2 separate regions of the Mus musculus genome follow, and region 2 is linked to region 1. The links are chromatin contacts, called in public promoter capture Hi-C maps. All regions are on one chromosome and are shown on one strand. Each heading gives the region's core, a stretch centred on a gene start, on an enhancer-like site or on the middle of the called end of the contact. The rest is flanking DNA. Distances are from core to core; before and after follow the strand shown.

What was found. Promoter capture Hi-C pulls out the DNA fragments that hold promoters and counts their contacts.
Region 2: a contact with region 1 is called in a promoter capture Hi-C map of second pharyngeal arch cranial neural crest, with 6 times the contacts expected there. The contact joins the enhancer-like site here to the promoter of Serpinb13 in region 1. A contact is called at or near these places in 6 of 39 promoter capture datasets (the C10 cell line, cranial neural crest, hippocampal neurons and 3 more).

What each region holds. Positions count from the first base shown.
Region 1 is chr1:106,976,471-106,983,122 of GRCm38.p6, reverse strand. It overlaps Serpinb13 (serine (or cysteine) peptidase inhibitor, clade B (ovalbumin), member 13), which reads right to left and starts at 2,139. Exons shown (of 8, transcript NM_172852.3): 1 at 2,094-2,139; 2 at 804-985; 3 at 254-310. The coding sequence starts at 968.
Region 2 is chr1:107,362,651-107,369,666 of GRCm38.p6, reverse strand. It overlaps Serpinb11 (serine (or cysteine) peptidase inhibitor, clade B (ovalbumin), member 11), which reads right to left. Exons shown (of 8, transcript NM_025867.2): 2 at 104-289. The coding sequence starts at 271. Among named protein-coding and RNA genes, the nearest start is that of Serpinb11, 3.8 kb to the right of the region's middle. Within about 2 kb of position 3,471, at least 8 of the 459 cell types and tissues checked have an H3K27ac peak or open chromatin away from gene starts, as enhancers often do. A contact at or near this core is called in second pharyngeal arch cranial neural crest, where this site is marked.

The DNA.
Region 1 (6,652 bases), core at 890-3,389:
CCCAATCTGGGACTTTCAACACCCAATCCAGGAGCTTTTGAGCAAGCTCTTATTTATAAAACTTTTAGCCTCTAGGACTTTGTTATAGCAGCAAAAAAATAAACTAATATACCTATAAATATGATTTGTCTTCAGTGACTACTACTTGAGAGTGTGATGTAAGCAATACTAGCCACTTCCACACTTTTCCTACTCCTCTTACACCTGAAAGGTAATCAATCACACTGGAAGGTGTTTAACACACATGCCCCACCTCTTCTTCTTCAGACTTAATTCTCGAGCTTTCTGTGCCTTGTTCAGTGTAAAGTACCTAGCAGAGAGAAAATATTGTTATTATTAGACAGAAATAAATAGAAATTTCACATGGTCAAGGAAAGGCTGATATTCATGTGTTTTCAGTGGCATACAGGAAACATCATCTCCTTGAAAAGCCAGAGAAATGTCTATGTTGCCCCCTGATATCTTCAGAGGAGCCTAGTAATAGGCTCATTTGGGTCTTCATCTTAGATATGTCATTTAGGCCAAATAGAAATTCCATAAGTAATCAAAGTTACCTTGGGCTTTCATATCCTCTTTAACTATAGAATAATGGCTTTTAAAAAGGCTGTTTATCATACCCCTACTTAAAGGAATGCCAAGCATCAAGGAGCAAATGGAACCTGGACAGGGAAGAGGCCTTCCCTGACAGACTTGAAATTACTCCACATTCATCAGCAGGTCAAGTTGCACACATTTTCAAGGCAATGCTAGAGGGTAAATCTCAAAACCAAGCCTCTTTCTGGACAGGAAAGGAAGCTCCCCACCTTCTGTAACTCAGAAGCAGTGGCTCCTCGGGTCCCCAGGATGATCATGCCAATGGCTGTTGAGATGCCCACAGGGGAAAAGAAGACGTTGCCATCATTTGTTTTATTCAGTTCTTTGAAAAGATCAAACAGGAACTGTGTGGCTGCTGTGCCTAGTGAGTCCATGATTGTTTCCAAGTAATCTAGAACAGCAATAACAATCAACACCACTTCTGGACTGGGCTGCCTTATGCTCGAGTTATTCTTTCCTTCATTTATCCAGAACACTGTTATTCCTGACCCTCAGAACTACTGCCCACTCCTTGTCCTGCTCCCATAACAGAAGATGTAAGTCAGCATAAGAAGCATAAACTAGTTTCATCCAGTGGTTATCAGTTCTTCTTTCCCAGGGAGGTATGGTAATGCCTTAATGGTTTTCTCCTCTGGTTTATCTGTAGTCAGAATCTGCATCCCGTCCTAGACATCATCGAAGTTCCACTGAGCAGACCCACCCTTTGCCCTGCACAAGTGTAGCTTATCCAGCTGCCCAGCTTGTGGGAAGGCAGGATTCTGACAGCATGGGAATCCCCACAGGTCTTACATTCAAGCAGTATTCTCCAATCCAGACTCATTGTAATACAACAGTTGTATTCTTATCTGACACTTTTCATTTCTCAAGACATCCAAATACAATCCAATATAGGAGAACATGTTAGATCCCTATCCCTGATTCCTAACCCCACAAAAAGTTTAATACGGTCTGAATTTTCTCCTGAAGGGCAGTGGAGTATCCATACTCATGGGTTACGTTAAGAGTTTTCCTTTCTTACACTTTTTAAAAATTTGTTTTGGATTTTTTTCAGTGAACTAATCTTACTGTTATTAAAATCACAAAAAAAAATAATTTTCGAAGAACCGTTAATATCTACCAAATAAACAAGTAGAGTATGGATATGCTTTATGTTTTCTTCAGCATTTATTTCATAAAGGTTTTTAAAAAAAAATCAAAATGAGTAAGATACATAAAGCTCTCAACAGCCCTCACACTTTAGGTCTCATCCTTGCTATGAAGTCCGCCATCTTGCATTTGCTGTTAGAGGTTCCACCTCGGTTCATTATAGGGATTCCTTACTCAGAAATAAAAGGATTTAACTCATTATCAAACAAGATAAATTGCAATGATCATTTGGGCACTGAAATAAAATAACCTCAAGAACAGTCTATGCACAAAAAAATATATATTTATTTCAAATCCACAACAGCCATATTCTCAAAGCAGAGAACTCAAACTGGATCTGAGGAAGAACTTACCTGGCTCTGAAGAGACAGCAGTGGCTGGACAGAGACTAGGAATCTATGTAGAGTGAGTAGCTGAGGTCTTTAATTTATAGTGAGTGCTCTCTGCCTCTCCCTAGTCATTACAGTTTATCTTTCCAGTGAAACAGCCTCTGGTTTCTCAACAACAGTTTCCCTAATAAAAATAGCAGGCAAGGTTTATGAGAAAACTAAGAGCTTAATTTCTTTTATTTTGTGTGTGTGTGTGTGTGTGTGTGTGTGTGTGTGTGTGTGTGTGTGTGTAGTGATGAAATTATGTAGTTAAAGTTATCAGCAACTGTGTTTTCAACTTTAATATGTACTTCAAGTACACTGGAAGGTAACTTCAAGATCCCTCAGAAATTCTGCCTGGAAACCAAGCATAAAGACATTCAAATCATTCAGAGAGCAAAACAAGATTGAAAGCAGATGTTCAAAGTACTAAAGGGTAAAACTTTAATGGTCAGGTCAAGGGAATTATAGCCCATGAGGCAGGAGAGCAACCCAAAAGAGGCCCTTCATACTTAAATGATAAAAGGGATGCCCCAGGAAGACAAAAAGTGTTAGAGCACCTTAGAAATACAACACACTCTTCTGAGGGACTTGAGAAAAATACCTACATCCCAGCCTGAACCCAGAGTCAGCCTCTCTGTAGTGAGAGCCAGCTTCAGAATTTTTAATCACCTATGGTGATTAGGATGGATGCTCAGACAAGGTTCGGCGCCACTTGTTTATGTAGTCTAATGAAGACATCAGTGAAAGCATACTTTATTTACCACAGACCAACAGTGTTGGGTCCTGACAAGCCATTCAGGATATGAAACTCTAGCTTCTGGTTTTATTATTTTGTAGTGCCAAATGCAAGTAAGAAGATAAACAAACATTATTATGCTAGGCATAAACTAGAAAGAAAAAAAAAGAACAACTGGACAGGCAACTTCAAACTTGCAGGCAGACACACACACACACACAAAACCATGTATGATCCCAAATATTGTGTCCATTTATTAAGATGCCAATCAGAATGTATTCAATAAATAATTATTCAGTCTACCATGTACTAGACACTATGTTAAGTACTTCGTGAATAGTCAACAGAGGTTCTGGAAAACTATTTGCAAAGTAGGGAAAGCTTGATAGGAAACTGCACCTCCAAATTCCATTTTTGCCAACCCTGGCACATCCCAACTGGCTCTACCAGTTCATCAAAAGAACAAGAGAAACACTGACGACTGGATCCCGCTTCAGTATTTAAAAAGGGTGTGGTTAGTCATCCTTGCTGAGCAGCTGCCCCTGGGAGGGCGTTGTAATTCCAGTAACCCTGAAGATGGTTCTTCTTAGAGATGCAGCCTTAAGGCATAGCTCATATACAAACTTTTAAAATAATTTTAAAGCAGCATTTAAGTAGCTTCTCTTTTGTAATTGTCACTGGAAATACCCAAATTGAGTAAGGATTCAAAGAATCAGCACTTAAAGTTAACCCTAACATCTGCCATATGGAAATGTTAGTTATAGTTAACTCTAATGTCAAAGATATGTAATGTTAGGGGGGTTAATAGCCCAAAATCCTTGAGTCTATAATAATATTATATGCCTTAATATGTCTATCCACTTTTATCCTTTTCTCTGTGGCCCCTACACTTACAGCCCCACTGTGTAGCTATTTTCTTAAACCTCTGCTTCTGTAGAGAAACGTTTTCTCTGCTTTTGCCTCTCTGGCCTCTGGCCTTTCTAACTGCTCCCACCACTTCACAGTCTATATACATTTTGAGGGCATCTCCCATTCCCTGACTGTATTCACTCTCCTTTAAAGGTCCACTCACACACTCATTGTCTTCACCAGAAACTGCTCCTATCGTATGTGTTGGGTTGAGGTAGAGGTGAAGAAAACTCACATCAGACACAAAAGCTTTATTTCCTGAGCACTCGGGCAAGCAGCCAGTTCAGGATCTGAACCAGTTCCCTAAGAGAGATTGTACATTTTTAAAAGATGGGAACACAAAATGAGAGGGCAATTTTGTGAAGTGTTATCCAATTGAATGTTGACATTATGCATTAAACAAGAGAGGACCTGTTGGAAACTGGGCTGTATCCAGGGCACCTAGTTTCAAGGTCCTTAATTCATTGCCCTAGACATTAGGTCCAGAATTCAGAGGGATAAGGAGACAAAGGACAGGGTCAGTTGCATGTAGTTAATGAGAGCTTGGCAGGCATTAGTTATGTAGTTTTACAATGTATGCACCTTGTCTTAGAGACCAGCACTTTCTATATTCTTTACCAATTAACAGACAATAAAGAAAACATTTGGAGAAGTGAAATAGGGGTTCATTCCTAGGCCTGGGAACATGAATTTGTTTGACCTTGCCAATAAGATGGAGAAGTTGTCCCTGAGACAGATAGACTAAGACAGCTATCTCCTTACAAATTGTCCCTGAGATGTCTGGACTCAGGCAACTGGTTACAACAGAAGCTGTTCAACTATTGGGAAGTCCCCAGCTCCTCGAGGGTCTAGGACTTTGAATTTAGTTTTTCCCTATGATTAAATGGAGTCTAAAAATGAAATGGTAACACTTAGGATAAGTTTATTTGTTTGTTCCAAGCATAAACTACTGGGCACTAACATGACTCCATCTAGCTACACATTCCCATAAAGAAGACATGAATATAGAGGGAGAGCTGTGAACAGAAAGGCTTAGTGAATGGAGAAGAGGAGTGACCAAAGGAAATGGTGTGAAATGACATCAAATACATACATATGTAACACACATGTATGACTGTAACAATTTTTACATAAGGAACAAAACCACTTCACCAACTGACTGTCACATAGCCTTGGTTCTGCACTTGCTCTGTGGTATTAGAGAATGAACTCTCTAGAGAAAACACACTACTAATTAACGATTACCCTTGCTCTGACTTCCATTTCTCAAAAAAAAAAAATCTCCCTCTGAAAAATTAGAGGAACAAAAATGAGTGTCTTCGGCTTTGATTTTAAGTAATTAACCTAAGACAAACATGTTTTAACATGTGTTTCAAACACAACATTGCTTTTGCAAAAATTACAAAATTCTTCGGTGATTCTTTTTTTGTGTGTGGCAAATTATTATTTTTTAATTAGGTATTTTCTTCCTTTACATTTCCAATGCTATCCCAAAAGTCCCCCATACCCTGCCCTCCCCCAACACCCCTACCAACCTACTCCCACTTCTTGGCCCTGGGGTTCACCGGTACTGAGGTATATAGTTTGCAAGACCAATAAGCCTCTCTTTCCAATGTGGGCCAACTAGGCCATCTTCTGATACATATGCAGCTAGAGACACGAGCTCGGGGGGGGGGGGGGGGGCGGGTACTGGTTAGTTCACATTGTTGTTCAACCTATAGGGTTGCAGACCCCTTTAGCTCCTTGGGTGCTTCCTCTAGATCCTCCATTGGGGGCCCTGTGATCCATCCAATAGCTGTCTGTGAGCATCCACTTCTGTGTTTGCTAGGCCCTGGCATAGCCTCACAAGAGACAGCTATATCTGGGTCCTTTCAGAAAAATTTTACTAGTGTATGCAATGGTGTCAGCGTTTGGAGGCTGGTTATGGGATGGATCCCCGGGTATGGCAGTCTCTAGATGGTCCATCCTTTCATCTCAGCTCCAAACTTTGCCTCTGTAACTCTAAGATCTTCTTTAAATTCTTTCTTCAAAGACTTGAAGTTCTTATCATACAGATTTTTCACTTATTTAGTTAGAGTCACACCAAGGTATTTTCTATTATTTGTGACTATTGTGTAGGGTGGTATTTCCCTAATTTCTTACTCAGCCTGTTTATCCTTTGTGTAGAGAAAGGCCATTGACTTATTTGAGTTAGTTTTATATCCAGCTACTTCACTTAAGCTGTTTATCAGGTTTAGGAGTTCTCTTGTGGAATTTTTAGGGTCACTTATATATACTATCATATCATCTGCAAAAAGTGATACTTTGACTTCTTCCTTTCGAATTTGTATCCCCTTGATCTCCTTTTGTTGTCGAATTGCTCTGGCTAGGACTTTAAATACTATGTTGAATAGGTATGGAGAAAGTAGGCAGCCTTGTCTAGTCCCTGATTTTAGTGGGATTGCTTCCAGCTTCTCACCATTTACTTTGATGTTGGCTACAGGTTTGCTGTAGATTGCTTTTATCACGTTTAGGTATGGGCCTCAAATTCCTGATCTTTCCAAGACTTTTATCATGAATGGGTATTGGATTTGTCAAATGCTTTCTCCACATCTAACGAGATGATCATGTGGTTGTTCTCTGAGTTTGTTTATATAGTAGATTACCTTGATGGATTTCCATATATTAAACCATCCTTGCATCCCTGGAATGAAACCTACTTGGTCAGGGTGGATGATTGTTTTGATGTGTTCTTGAATTTGGTTAGTGAGAATTTTATTGAGTATTTTTGCATCGATATTCATAAGGGAAATTGGTCTAAAGTTCTCTATCTTTGTTGGGTCTTTCTGTGGTTTAGGTATCAGAGTGATTGTGGCTTCATAAAATGAATTTGGTAGAGTACCTTCTGCTTCTATTT
Region 2 (7,016 bases), core at 2,222-4,721, 390 kb before region 1:
TCATTACACAATATCTTTTTAGATGAAAATAGCTGAAGTTTGTCAGACAAGAAAGAGCACATGGGAGATGTCTGGTTTCTGGGGGAGTTCTGCTTCATATTACCTTTTCCATTTGCTCAGCACTCTTTCCCCTGGTACCCAGGAGAAGCATGCTTAGAGCATAAAACGTAGTCAGCGGAGAAAAGAAGATGTTTTCTCCCACGTTGTTACTGCTCAGCTCTTTGAACACATCAAGGCAAAATTCAGTACTCGCTGTGGTGATGGGATCCATTCTTATCCCAAACAATGCCTACAAGTAGAGCAAAAATATTTCAGTCCTTGTGTGCGTACTTTCTATGCTGTAAAATACCCCTTGCCCTGGGATGTGTGTGCCAAAATGCTTATGCTTCACAGACTCAGACAAACAGTTGTTTTCCCACCAGACTGCTCCTGTTCAGAACCTCACAGGAGGAGGGTAGCAGCTCTCTATGCAGTTTCCCACAAACAACCTGACACCTGACACAGTTTTATCCCCTTCTTGGCACTCTTCCAAGACTGTGAAGTAAAGCTAGAAGGTGACCCAGTCAGAGCCATATCAGGGGAGGAACAGAAAAGGGAAAACCTGAGAAAAAGAAGGTTGGTGCTGCAGTGTGCAGTATGTTAGGGAAACAGCATATTGGGAAAGAAAGTCTAGTCCTACAGACACTGATGGAGCACCAGCGAGAGTGAAGAGCTAGCCATAGAAACAGCAAACTTCAAGAGTAGTTCCTGGCTGGCAGCCATTGGAGGAGAAGCCCTTGGTTCTATGAAGGCTCGATTCCCCAGTGTAGGGGAATATCAGGGCAGTGACATGGGAGTGGGTGGGTGAGAGGAGGAGCATTCTTATAGAAGCAGGGGAAGGAAGGAAGGAAGAGGGGGTTCTGGAGGGGAAACCAGGAAAGGGGATAACATTTGAAATGTAAGTTCATAAAATATCCAATAAAAAAGATAAAAAAAAACATAAAATTTAAAAAAGTAGTTCCTGGAAACAAGGAGACTTCATTCTTCATAGGGTCCATTGCCAGCAAACACTTCTTTGCTTTGTCTTCCTGGTAGTCAGTCTCTTACTCCACTGCCTGCCTCCTGAGTAACCCCTTACTCTCACATTCAGAGTCTTTCTCCATTGCTGGCAACTGCTCATCATAAATCATCAAGCTTCAGACCTGAGAGTTATCTGCTTGTATACCCACACCTCAGGTGACCTCATCCCAACTCAGGTTCACTTATCACCAAAACTCTGATAGTTCCTTGCTGGAAATCGAGTATAAAATGTGCCCCATAGGCTCATGAACTGAATAGCTGGCCTCAAGCTGATGAAACTATTTTGAGAAGTTCTGGGAACATTAGGTAGAACCTGTCTGAAGGAATGACCTCACTAGGTTTACATACTTGGAGCTATTCGTTTTCTTGCCATCTCCCTACTCCTGTCCCTATCCCTGTCTATCCCGTCTCCCTATCTCCCTTTCCCTGTCCCTATTCCTGTCCCTGTCCCTCTCTCTTTCCCTCTCCCTCTCCCTCTCTCTCTCCCTTGCTCTCTCCCTTTCCTACTCATCTTTGTTCCCTCTATAATTTGTTCTATTCCATAATTCCTTCACTATGTTAGACTGAGCTTTCTGAAACTACAAGCTAAGTGGAACCTCTTCTTACCTTTTCATTTCCCCAGATGTTTGGTTCCAGCAAGAACGATGCTGACTTTGTTTTGAATGTATGCTGCTCCTCCATTCTAGACCCATATATCCAAATTCACACTTGACTCTTCACTTACATGCCTGAGGGTTCCTTCAGATCTGACATGAGGGAGAGCAAACCCTTGGCTCCCCAGCACTCCACCTTGCCTGTTCCATCACATCTTCCCTCATTTGCAGAACTCATAGTTCCACTTTTCCAACTTACAGGCTAATAACCTGGATATTATCCTTTAATACTTTCTCATTCTTGTTCACCTTCAGTCTATAAAAATACCTTATGTCCTCTACTTTTAAAAATGCTGTCACTCTTTCTGATTTTACCACTTTAGACAAAGCTTTCCTCTTCCATCCCAACAATATTGCAACACTTTGCATACCTGGTTACCTCCTTCATTTTTATGTTCCCTATTTGTATTTTCTTGAGAGGCAAGAGTAGTGTTACTTAAAGGTCAGATGCCATGCTCCTCTGAACTCAGCATCTTCAGTACCAAGCCATTCTCAGAAAAGTCAAAGCCTTACCATACCCAGCATGCCACTTCCCTGACCTGACCCTGGCCTTCTCAAGACTCATCTCTGTCCTACTTCACTGACTCTCGATACCATAGCTTTTCCTTTCATCCAATATACCAAGCATGTCCATATCAGGCCTTCTACATTGTTTATCCCTCCTCTGAGCTGTTCTTCCCCCCAGTTGTCAGAAGGCTCACTCTGGCAGATCATTCCTCTTTCCTTTCAGAAATACACTGCATCAGTAACCCTTCCCATGGCCGTTCCCATTGAAAACTCAGCCACATCCCTACGTCATAACTCTTCAGGCTCTTTTTCTTCCTAGAACACTCCACCTGACTCACTACACATGCCATTTTTTTTATCTGATCTACTCCCTAGATTCCTGCCTCCATCAGATCATGGATTCCTTTTTGTTCTCCTTGGTGGACATGTAGATGCCCCTCATAAAAGTATGTGAAGAGAGGGGATTTTAATCCAGTAAGTACCACACTAAGCAGGTACGCATAGACTTCAGTGGAAGTACAGAAGAAAGAAGCAGATGTACCCTGAGAGGCGCAGCCTCCTTCTATGGAAAAGTAGGAGGGTTTTCCAGGAATGTGCAAGAAGTCAGAACATCCACGAGAAAAGCAATGGGTTGAAAAGAGACCAACATGCAGGAAAAGAAACATACAGATCCAGAAAACGAAGTGGGAAACCAAACGCCATGAAAAGTGAGGATAGAGAAAAGTAAGATGTGCCTTTAGAAGAAAACTTGCCCCACTGAGAAGTCAGAATGCCCCGAGAGCTCTTATGAAGCTGAGCTACCAGGTAATCAAGTTAGCATACACACACCATCTCTGTGACCTTCTTCCCACCTGCCCTCCTTTCTGATTTTTTCCCCCGGATTCTCTGCTTACTGTTCAGCCTCCTCTCCCCTGCTTTCTGGACAGCACATTTTAAATGTTAATTACGCAGCAGTCAGCAAGAAGATGAGCTGTGATACAGACTCAGTGTATGCTTAGGAGAAGACCTTAAGCTTCCTGATCTCAAGTCTTAATTGCCTAAACCAATTAAAACAATGCAGCAGTACTTGTCAGTGAGCGGCTTAGGACCTAGGAACTTCTGCAATCCTTGCTAAAGAAACCTTTTCCCTGGAAAAGGTCAATAAGCCCGTCGGAGAATCTCCTTTTTCAGAGCTATGCTGTCTACATGTGGGTACCATTCGAGGAGCTTTGCATGCGCATGAGGTCAAAGAGAGAGCCCAGCATGCCAGTGGAGAAAGACTCAGGGAATTGGAGTCCCTAATGACTCACAGCTGTGTGGGTGGATTAACTGGCTTGGATCTACCCTACTTTGGCATTTCTTGTCATGTCTTCTGACAGCTTTTCTTGCTTTGTAAATGAAACGTTTTAGTTTAGTCTTCTGTTGCTACTTGCAGCTAGAAGCATCACTGCTTACTTCAGAAGATCTGTTTATGCCTCCTTGGCCTCTAAGACGAGCAGGCCCACTTAAGAAAATTCATAGTTTTCTAATGCATCTATGCATTTTAGTTAGACCGTCCCAGATCTGAAAACACTTCATTCTTTTACCTCTTCTCTCTTACATATAGCTCCACGCGTTTTTAGAATGCTAGACTAAACACATGTTCCCAAGGACAGTATAGCAAACCATCTAGCCCTCCCTGCTTCTGTCCATTGACTGTAGTCACTAATGTGTGTTTTCAGCCATGCCCATTTGACCTGAGCTCACTGGAGGTGTACTCTCTGGGGTGTGACCATGTGTGTCACTGATTTAGGAATGTGTGTCATGCTCAGTGCTCTGTGTTCTCACTGTCATAAAGAGCCGAGGGCACATGGTCCTCAGGTCTGAGAGAGGGAGGGGAGCCTGTGGCTCAACCGAATGCTGTCAGGCAACTGAGAAGCAAAAGGAAATGTGTCATCTGTGGACTTTCAAAACAATGAACCATGGCATTTACACGGTGCTGGTGATGATCATCACCCCATCCTGCAAATAACAATGGTCACTAAACCCATTCCCATGCACTGGATGCTGTGCAGTAGCTCTGACACCACCCAGCATGGCACACTGGAGCCAAGCATGAGCTAGTCCACCATTTCCTTGTGATTTTTTTTAAACAAAAATATTGGGGGGCGGGGGGGGGGCTTTGCTGATCTCGTGTCTCTGTACAGCTCGAGTCTTCAGAGCAAGATGCTGCCGTTCAGCTTCATCTTAGTACAGCTCTCCATCATACCTATAATAATAATTAGTGTCCTTGGAAAACACTTATTTGGTAATCTAAATAATAAAAGTCCACCCAGTACTGAGGTACATCCAAGCTGGCCGCTCTCCATACTCTATTCAACTCTGTACTGGGTGGAGTTACTGGATGAAATCACATTCTAGGATGTAACTTCAAGTACATGTAGTTTATTTTCAATTTGTGCCATTTTGATTATAAAGCAGTCAAGGAACCCTGCAATTAATGAAGCTTCTTAAAAGACTTTAGAACACAGTAGGGTCACTTACTGCATTCTGTACTTTCTAAAACTCTGACTGTCTTTCTTTATAATCCTGAGTAGAAAAGCTCAAAGCATCAGCCCCTGCCCTTGGGAGCCAGAGTCCTGTGACTACACAGGTCCTTCTTCTCTTTACTCAGCATGTTAAGCTAATTCACTCTCTTTCACCCCAGTCTCAGATCATACTTTTAATTTCTTTAGACAAAACCCTTTTTTTTGTAGGTGTTCTTGTAAACTATCTATTTTATTGGGTCATACACTTTTTTGGTTTTCATAAGCAATTTTCTGTTAAGTGGTTTATTCTTCATTTAGTACTAAATATTACGTTGCTCCAGATGGATTCACTTCTGCTAGTGAATTCTTGTATTTTTGTCATATGTTACCCTATTTACTCCCCAGGGACTGATGCTTTAATGGCACCCTGCATCACAGCGTCATAGGAAGTGCTGTGAAGAACATCTCCATAGTCCCTATTTACAGGCCTACACTAAAATGCCTTTGAGAAATAAGTGATTGGAAATGCCTTTGAGAAATAAGTGATTGGTCACAGGGTCCATATACACACCAAGTACTGTATGTGCAGGATTCACAGTCTTTAGTCTTGAAAGACGAGCTATGCCTCTGCAGTTCTGCAGAGGATGCATTGGGAGCTTGAGAGATTGCACACTGTTGGGAATGGAGCTGTGGTCCATCTCTCCTGAGCCTCCCACTTCTCCCAATCGCTGCCACATGCTATTAAGTAATGCAACAGCATTGCCAGCTAACTTCAACAGATAAGAGTAAATAAACAGTACAGCTTGTATGACCTCACCACTGAACCTGGCAGTGCATCATACAAGAAACAAAAATGCTGAGTTCATATTTATAAAGGTGTTAGAAATGTATAATTATAATAACGTCATGAGCTTTGTGTCCACAGGTTTATAATGCAGCATTCAAGACATCTATAATCTCAGTTATTCTCTAGAACACTAAATTTTTTTTTTTGGTTTTTGTTTGCTTGTTTGTTTGTTGTTTTTGTTTTGTTTTTGTTTATCAAGACAGGGTTTCTCTGTATAGCCCTGGCTGTCCTGGAACTCACTTTGTATACCAGGCTGGCCTCAAACTCAGAAATTCACCTGCCTCTGCCTCCCAAGTACTGGGATTAAAGGCATGCATCACCACCTACCAGCTAGAACACTACCTTTATAGCTATAAGCACAAATCTTTTGCAACAGTTCTAGTTTCAAAATTGTATTCAAGTAATTTTATGCTCTAGTCTTTATTGACAATTTTTCTACATCTGGGTGATTGTCTTTGCATAAAGAGAATAACGTCTAGATGAATTACAGGTTTTGGTCCTGTGAATATACTGGGTTTTGTCACTAGAATTATCATTTCTTGGGGGAAGGATAATAAATTTTTGAACTTATCAATGTCTTCATTTTGCCCCAGAACAAATATATACTAGAGAAAATAACACTGAATATTTATTCACATCTAGACGAATAAAGACTGACCAGTCAATTTGCACAAAGAAGAATGAACTGGTTAAAAGTCTAAAAACATATGAATCCTGAAAAACACGTGTAGAAGCCATCGTGGCCAAACCGATCTGCAGAGGGAAAGTCGGGAGCTTCATAGAAGATGATGCATTGGAATTTGAAAAGAAGGTGAGAATTTTAGAAAGCTTCCTTGAATATCTCTGTACATTTCTGCCTATATTTTAGGACAAGAAACATCTTCCAGGAAAGTTGAATGTGTAATCTAAAGGTAGCTGTGGGAGAAAAGGCAGCAAAAAAAGATTCCTGAGTTTCTTCTCCTTTCAAGGTTTTAAAAAATGTATTCAAGAAGAGATGATTCTATTTGGGAAATGTCAGAAGGAGAACATGTATCAGAAATAGGTCTGTACAGAGACACAAAGTCTTGGTCAGCTCTTTGAGAGCACATATATAACAAAGACCTCAACTTCTTAAAACTTGAGCACTGCCTGGTTAAAGTACACATGGAGAAACTCACAGACACAAAGAAACACACACACACAGAAAATCCCACAGATTCAGACCCCCTACCTAGAGAAAAAGGGTCAGGGAGAGGGAGAGAGAGGGAGACAAACCAAGAGAGATACTTACAGACAGATATGCAGAGAAAGACACACAGAGAGAGGAATTTACAGATAGATACAAACACAAACACACACACAGACATACACACTCAGAGAGAAATTTATACATACACACTCATGCACACAAACACCCACACACAGGCACACACACACGTTTCCATATGCACACACAGAGAAATACCACACTGACAAAGGGATAAT